Regions from separate parts of the Sus scrofa genome. Here region 1 is linked to region 2. Evidence: chromatin contacts called from public HiChIP or PLAC-seq data. All regions are on one chromosome and are shown on one strand. Each heading gives the region's core, a stretch centred on a gene start, on an enhancer-like site or on the middle of the called end of the contact. The rest is flanking DNA. Distances are from core to core; before and after follow the strand shown. Region 1 has its middle 120 kb from the start of C1QTNF7. Region 2 overlaps LOC102158082 (a long non-coding RNA gene).

The links. HiChIP or PLAC-seq counts read pairs in DNA pulled down with a chosen protein or histone mark.
Region 1: an H3K27ac HiChIP or PLAC-seq map of alveolar macrophages shows a contact between it and region 2. The contact joins two enhancer-like sites. A contact is called at or near these places in 1 of 47 Hi-C or Micro-C datasets (heart right ventricle) and 1 of 2 datasets of contacts at active chromatin or transcription factors (alveolar macrophages).

Annotation. Positions count from the first base shown.
Region 1 is chr8:10,532,212-10,534,911 of Sscrofa11.1, reverse strand. No RefSeq gene overlaps it. Among named protein-coding and RNA genes, the nearest start is that of C1QTNF7, 120 kb to the left of the region's middle. Within about 2 kb of position 1,266, at least 52 of the 83 cell types and tissues checked have an H3K27ac peak or open chromatin away from gene starts, as enhancers often do. A contact at or near this core is called in alveolar macrophages, where this site is marked.
Region 2 is chr8:10,259,017-10,261,788 of Sscrofa11.1, reverse strand. All of the region lies in intron 4 of LOC102158082 (a long non-coding RNA gene), which reads left to right. Among named protein-coding and RNA genes, the nearest start is that of CPEB2, 150 kb to the left of the region's middle. Within about 2 kb of position 1,273, at least 12 of the 83 cell types and tissues checked have an H3K27ac peak or open chromatin away from gene starts, as enhancers often do. A contact at or near this core is called in alveolar macrophages, where this site is marked.

The DNA of each region.
Region 1 (2,700 bases), core at 17-2,516, 270 kb before region 2:
AATGCGCTGACCACGGTGCTCTGAGGGTCCTGCCTCTGTAATTGAATGTGCAGCCCGGAAGTGACGTATCTCTCTTCCATTTACAATTTGTTGGTCAGTATCGACCATGTGGATCTCCCCCAACCTCACGGAGACAGGAAATGTGTGCCATCTTTTAGGGACCTGGAAATAGAGGACTGGAAGTCCGCAGCCAGCCATGGGGACCCGCCATTGATCCTTACAGGGGTGACGCTTTGACACTTGCTGGTGATGGAGTCACCTGTCTCATATGTGTAATGACCATTCATGGAGTTCTTGCTGTAGGTCAGGAACAGTGCCCAATGCGAGAGAAGCAAAGTTCTAGACAAGTTCTCTGCCCTCGAGCACAATATTGGAAATACACACTGGGGGGTATGTGCTTCCACCAGCCGCTTCCTCCAGCCTGAGGAGAGAGGGATGGGTTCCTGGAGGTGGTGTCCAAGGTGCGTCCTACTGGAGCAATCAGCCACGGAGAAGCTGGGGAAGAATGTAATTTCCAGTAAAGAGAGTGAGAGTTGAGACAAGCCAGAAGCAGCACAGCGTGTGCCAGCCCCCTCCAAATAGCACTTCTGCTGGAGCATCAGCTGTGAGGCAGGATGGCTGAGGGTGGGGAGCTTGGCTGGATGGAGGACCTTGCTGTTAGGAGGTAGTAACAGCATCCGGGGAAGAGAGAGTGAAGCCTGTTGCAGGGCGGGTGAAGTGGGGATGGAGGGAATTGCTTAGGTTCAAGAACCCGTGGAATCCTGCCCTCAGCTTTAAACTCACCCAAGAAGTAGCCGAGCATAGAGGGAGGGAAAGACCTGGCCGCTGTGTCCCCTCGCTTAGAAGCCAGACTTCTTTTGGTTTAATCCTGGCTCCCCCATTAAACAGCTGCGTCATCCCTGGTTAGTTATTTGCCCTCTGCGAGCTTCAGTTTTCCTGTTTCCAAGATGGGAATAATGACAGACGACTTGGTCTACGAGATTAAAGAAGTTAATATGTAAGGGGAGCTCAGGACAGAGGCTGCAGGGTGTGGACCACGGCTCCCAGCTCCCCAGGGGGTTCCTGCCTCTCCCAGCCAGGCCTGGCCTGTTCTGCCAGCTGAAATGTCAACATGGGGCAGTTTCTGTCTGAAGTCCCTGGGGACAAAGGACGCTTTGCGCCCCAGGACCTGAGCAGTGTCCTTCTCTCTGCCTCACAGAGGCCTTCCCTTCCTGGCCTGCAGGGTGGCCAGGCTCTGAGCAGCAGGCCACTTTCTGCTTAGTCACCCTGTCCTGCCCCTCTTGGCTGATGTCCAGCTGCCAGGTTCCCGGAGGGAGGAGCCCGCTCTCCTGAGCTGTTTCTGTTCCGGGGGCGGGGGGTGGGGGCACGGCAAACAGTGTTTTATTTGAGGCGATCAAAAAGTTTTCCTAAGAAACAGTAGAGGGTTTTTTTTTTTTTAAATGGGGCACTGCGGGCTGTTTGCCAGAGTGGTCTGCCAAACCATGCCAGTAGAGGAGGCACTGTTGTCACTGGGCTTTGTGCCATGAACTCGCATCCACTGACCGAAGCAGGAAGCAACAGCCCAGGAGAGCCTGGGTTCCAATCTTATTTTTACCATATAAGACAGATGCGCCCTTGGTGGAGGTTGCGAGATGCTCTGTTTCAGTTCCACAGCTGCCGCGCTGGTAATAATAGTTGCCGACTTTTTATGGACTCTCGCTAAGTGCCAGGCTCCCCACCATGCTTTCAAAGCATCTTCTCCTTCAGTCCTATCAGCTAGTGAACTAAGTTCCCTTCTTATTCCTGTTTGACCCTTGAGGACGCTGACTCTCAGAGATGTTAAGACACTTGTATGAGGTCACACAGCAGTAAGTGGGAGAGCAAACCACTGACACCAGGGACTGCAGGGACTGATGGGGACATGTGAGTCTCACACTGCGGTGTGTGAGACATGGCCTCCATTGGTGTTATTACTATTCTGTGTTCCTTAAATGCAGTGTGATTATCCTTTTAAAACGAAGGAACAACAGCAAAAAACACAAGGTAGCAACCTCATTTTCTAGGTTATTTTTCTCCTGAACCAGGTGAGGACGGGTCTTGCCTCTGGCCCACCGTCATTATGACATGGAGGGACAAGGAGGGACACAGGGGTAATGAGGCCACCCTCAAGCTGCCTATTTATTCTGGTTCTGTTTGCTTCTGGACTGTCTTAGGGTGACCTTGTTTTGAAGCAGAGTGACCTTCAGTCTGCCTGTCCTTAACTTTGTGGTTTAGGACAAAGTGTGTAGGTTGTAGAAATTGCACAGATTCCAGACAGGCTGACCACATTTAAAATCCCACCGACAGGTGCGGGACGCCCACTCGTTTAACTCTGTGTGGCTCAGATGCATATTACTCCTCAGAGAACAAGATTCTTCCTCAACCAACTTGGACCTGGGCTATTTTCCTTGCCAGCTCAGGGCCTGATAACACCAGGGCTTTTTTTTTTTTTTTTTTTTTAAACGTTTCCAAGAGTCATTTGCTCTTTTCCCAGAGCTTCCTTCCAGGGGCCAGAACTAGACCCCGTGGCTGAAGCCAAAAGTGCATTCTTCACTTGGTCACCACCAAAGTCAAATTACTGAGCAAGCAGGTGCAGATGAGGCCATCACCACACAAACTTAATTAAAAAAAAAATAGGTAAGTGACCCAGTTTTCTGGCGAGTGACATTTTGGGGCTCGCCC
Region 2 (2,772 bases), core at 24-2,523:
TGCTTGTGACTTATATGGGGGTGGGGGGGTGACGGTCCCCGCCTTTTCTGAATCAAAATGAAAGGGATGGGGGAGGGCAGTCAGCTAATAAACACTGGAGCTTTGTTTGTTGTTTGTCGTTGTGTTGTTGGCAGTTGAGGGCTGTTTTCTAACACAGCGCCTATTGTCAAGTTCGCCCGAAGCATTGTTGACGCTTGCTCAGTTTGGGTGCTTTGAAGGTCTCAAGTAAAACTTCTCCCTTGGCCATCTGTCCTGCCCCCTCCCGTCCAACTGTTTTCTTCTTTTTCCTCCTTTTATCAAAAATAAAATAAATCCCCAGAGAAGCAAAAAAAACTAAAAATCGCCTGTAATCTCATAAATAACCAGTTAACAATTTGGATTCTATAGGTCCATCTAGACACCGATATTATTTTTTTAATCAAAAAGGGTCAGATTTTGTCCCTTGAAACACGACTCCCCTCCCTACTTAACATGTTGAATTTTAGTCTATATCAAAAATTATATTCATATAACATTATTTTTTCAGATTTTCTATTACAGATTCAATTTACAAAGAATTCTACCAATCTCTTTTGGCTACCTTTAAAAAAATTTTTTTTTTTTTTTAATGTTTTATGGCCTGCTCTCGCACATGGAAGTTCCTGGGCCAGGGATTGCATCTGAGCTGCCACTGAGACCTACTCCAGAGGCCCAGCAACACCCAATCCTTAAACCCACTGTGCGGACTGGGGATCAAACCCAAGGCTTGGCAGCAACCTGAGCCCCTGCAGTCAGATTCTCAACCTGTTGTGCCACAGGGAAATCCAACCTCCCTTCTTTTTTTTGTTGTTTTGCCATTTCTTGGGCCGCTCCCGAGGCACATGGAGGTTCCCAGGCTAGGGGTCGAATCGGAGCTGTAGCCACCGGCCTACTCCAGAGACACAGCAATGGGGGATCCCGAGCTGCGTCTTCGACCTACACCACAGCTCATAGCAACACTGGATCCTTAACCCATTGAGCAAGGCCAGGGATCGAACCCGCAGCCTCATGGTTCCTAGTCGGATTCGTTAACCACTGAGCCACGACGGGAACTCCCCTCTTCTTTTTTTAATGGGGATAATTCAAAAGACCATAACATGCAGCCCTTTAAAGTATACAATTCAGTGTTTTTTAGTGTAGTCACAAGATTGGGAAACCACAGGAGTTTTCTAATTCAAGAACATTTCTATCCCTCCTCCCAAAAAGCACATGTCTGCTGGCAGTGTTTCTTCCTCCCTGTGGCCCTGGGCTAATAGTAACTCTAGTACCACTGAGACTCCAAGAGTCACTGACCCAATTCCTCACCATTGGATATGTAACTTGCTTACAACTATGTATGATTTCAAAAATCACTGAAATGAAGGGTCTGAAATTTTGATCCAATTAAATCAGTTTTGAGCTCTGTCTGAGTTAATACACACATGCTGTTTTAATTTGAAAAGGAGTGTTACATTTTTGGACAATGTGGTTTGGGGAAAATTTAGAATTAAATCTCAATCTGCAGAATTATAAACATTCTTTGGGGATTTCCCGAGTGTGGTCATTGCAAAATTGCTTTTGCAAATACTGCTATGAAGTTTGTCAGACGTTGGAAGTTGTGAAATTCTATTACTCTGCAGTTTCACAGTGGAGGTTAATTCCTTTTTTTTTTTTAAGGGATGCACCATAGCATATGGATGTTCCCAGGCTAGGAGTCTAATTGGAGCTGTAGCTGCCGGCCTGCACCCACAGCCATAGCAGCTCGGGATTCGAGCTGCATCTTCGATCTACACCACAGCTCATGGCAACCCCAGGTCCTTAACCTACTGAGTGAGGCCAGGGATCGAACCCATGTCCTCATAGATACTACTTATTTATTGCTGAGCCGTGATGGGGAACTCCCTTTTTTTTTTTTTTTGGAGGTCAATTCCTGATCCTCCTCCTACGGTAACAGTCATAATTGTGCTTTTGTGTCTCTCTGAGCAGCACTGGGACCTGGTGGGAAGGAGGGTGGGAGGAGAGATGTTCATAGTTTCTACGAGTAATTTTTTAAATTTGACTTGAAAATATAGACCTTAATCTGATATTAAAGGTCATTTTGCTGTACAGCATAAATTGGTAAAACATTGTAAATCAACTATAATAATAATGAAAAGGAATTTGGTAACAATATTTAAAAAACCTGTATACATTTGCATATATAGACTATATTTAAAAATTCATTCTAATAACAATAATTATTAATTATGTTATAATGATGCCCATGAATTAGGAAGGCATGAGGCTGTGAGGACCAGGTGTTGTGCTAAGGGTTTCATGTGCCTCCTTCATTCAACAACCTTGTGAAATCACCTACCAGATTGTTTAAGACACAGAGAAGGTTGGATTATTACACAACCCAAATGATGGTCAAATCCCAAGCTATTCTGCAGGCAATTGGGCAAGTCCATTTTTCCTCAGTAATTTACCCCTTCCCAGTGCTTGACTCACCCCCTGCACCTGTCCCACCCTGCCTCAGTGACAAAGCCAAGTTCTGCAGATCGTCCCTGATCTGATACCTGGAAACAATGAGAGGTGCCCTGTGCCTTAGGGGAGAGAGTGCACTGGTTTGAGCCTTGGTTCTGCCACTTCCCATGCCACAGTGGGCACATGACCATTCTGTAGCTCAGTTTCCCCATTTATGCAATGGGGGTATGAGTATCAACTGTATGCATTTATGAGGATACTTACATCATTATATTCAATGTAACTGATAAGTACTCAAACCCTTCATGA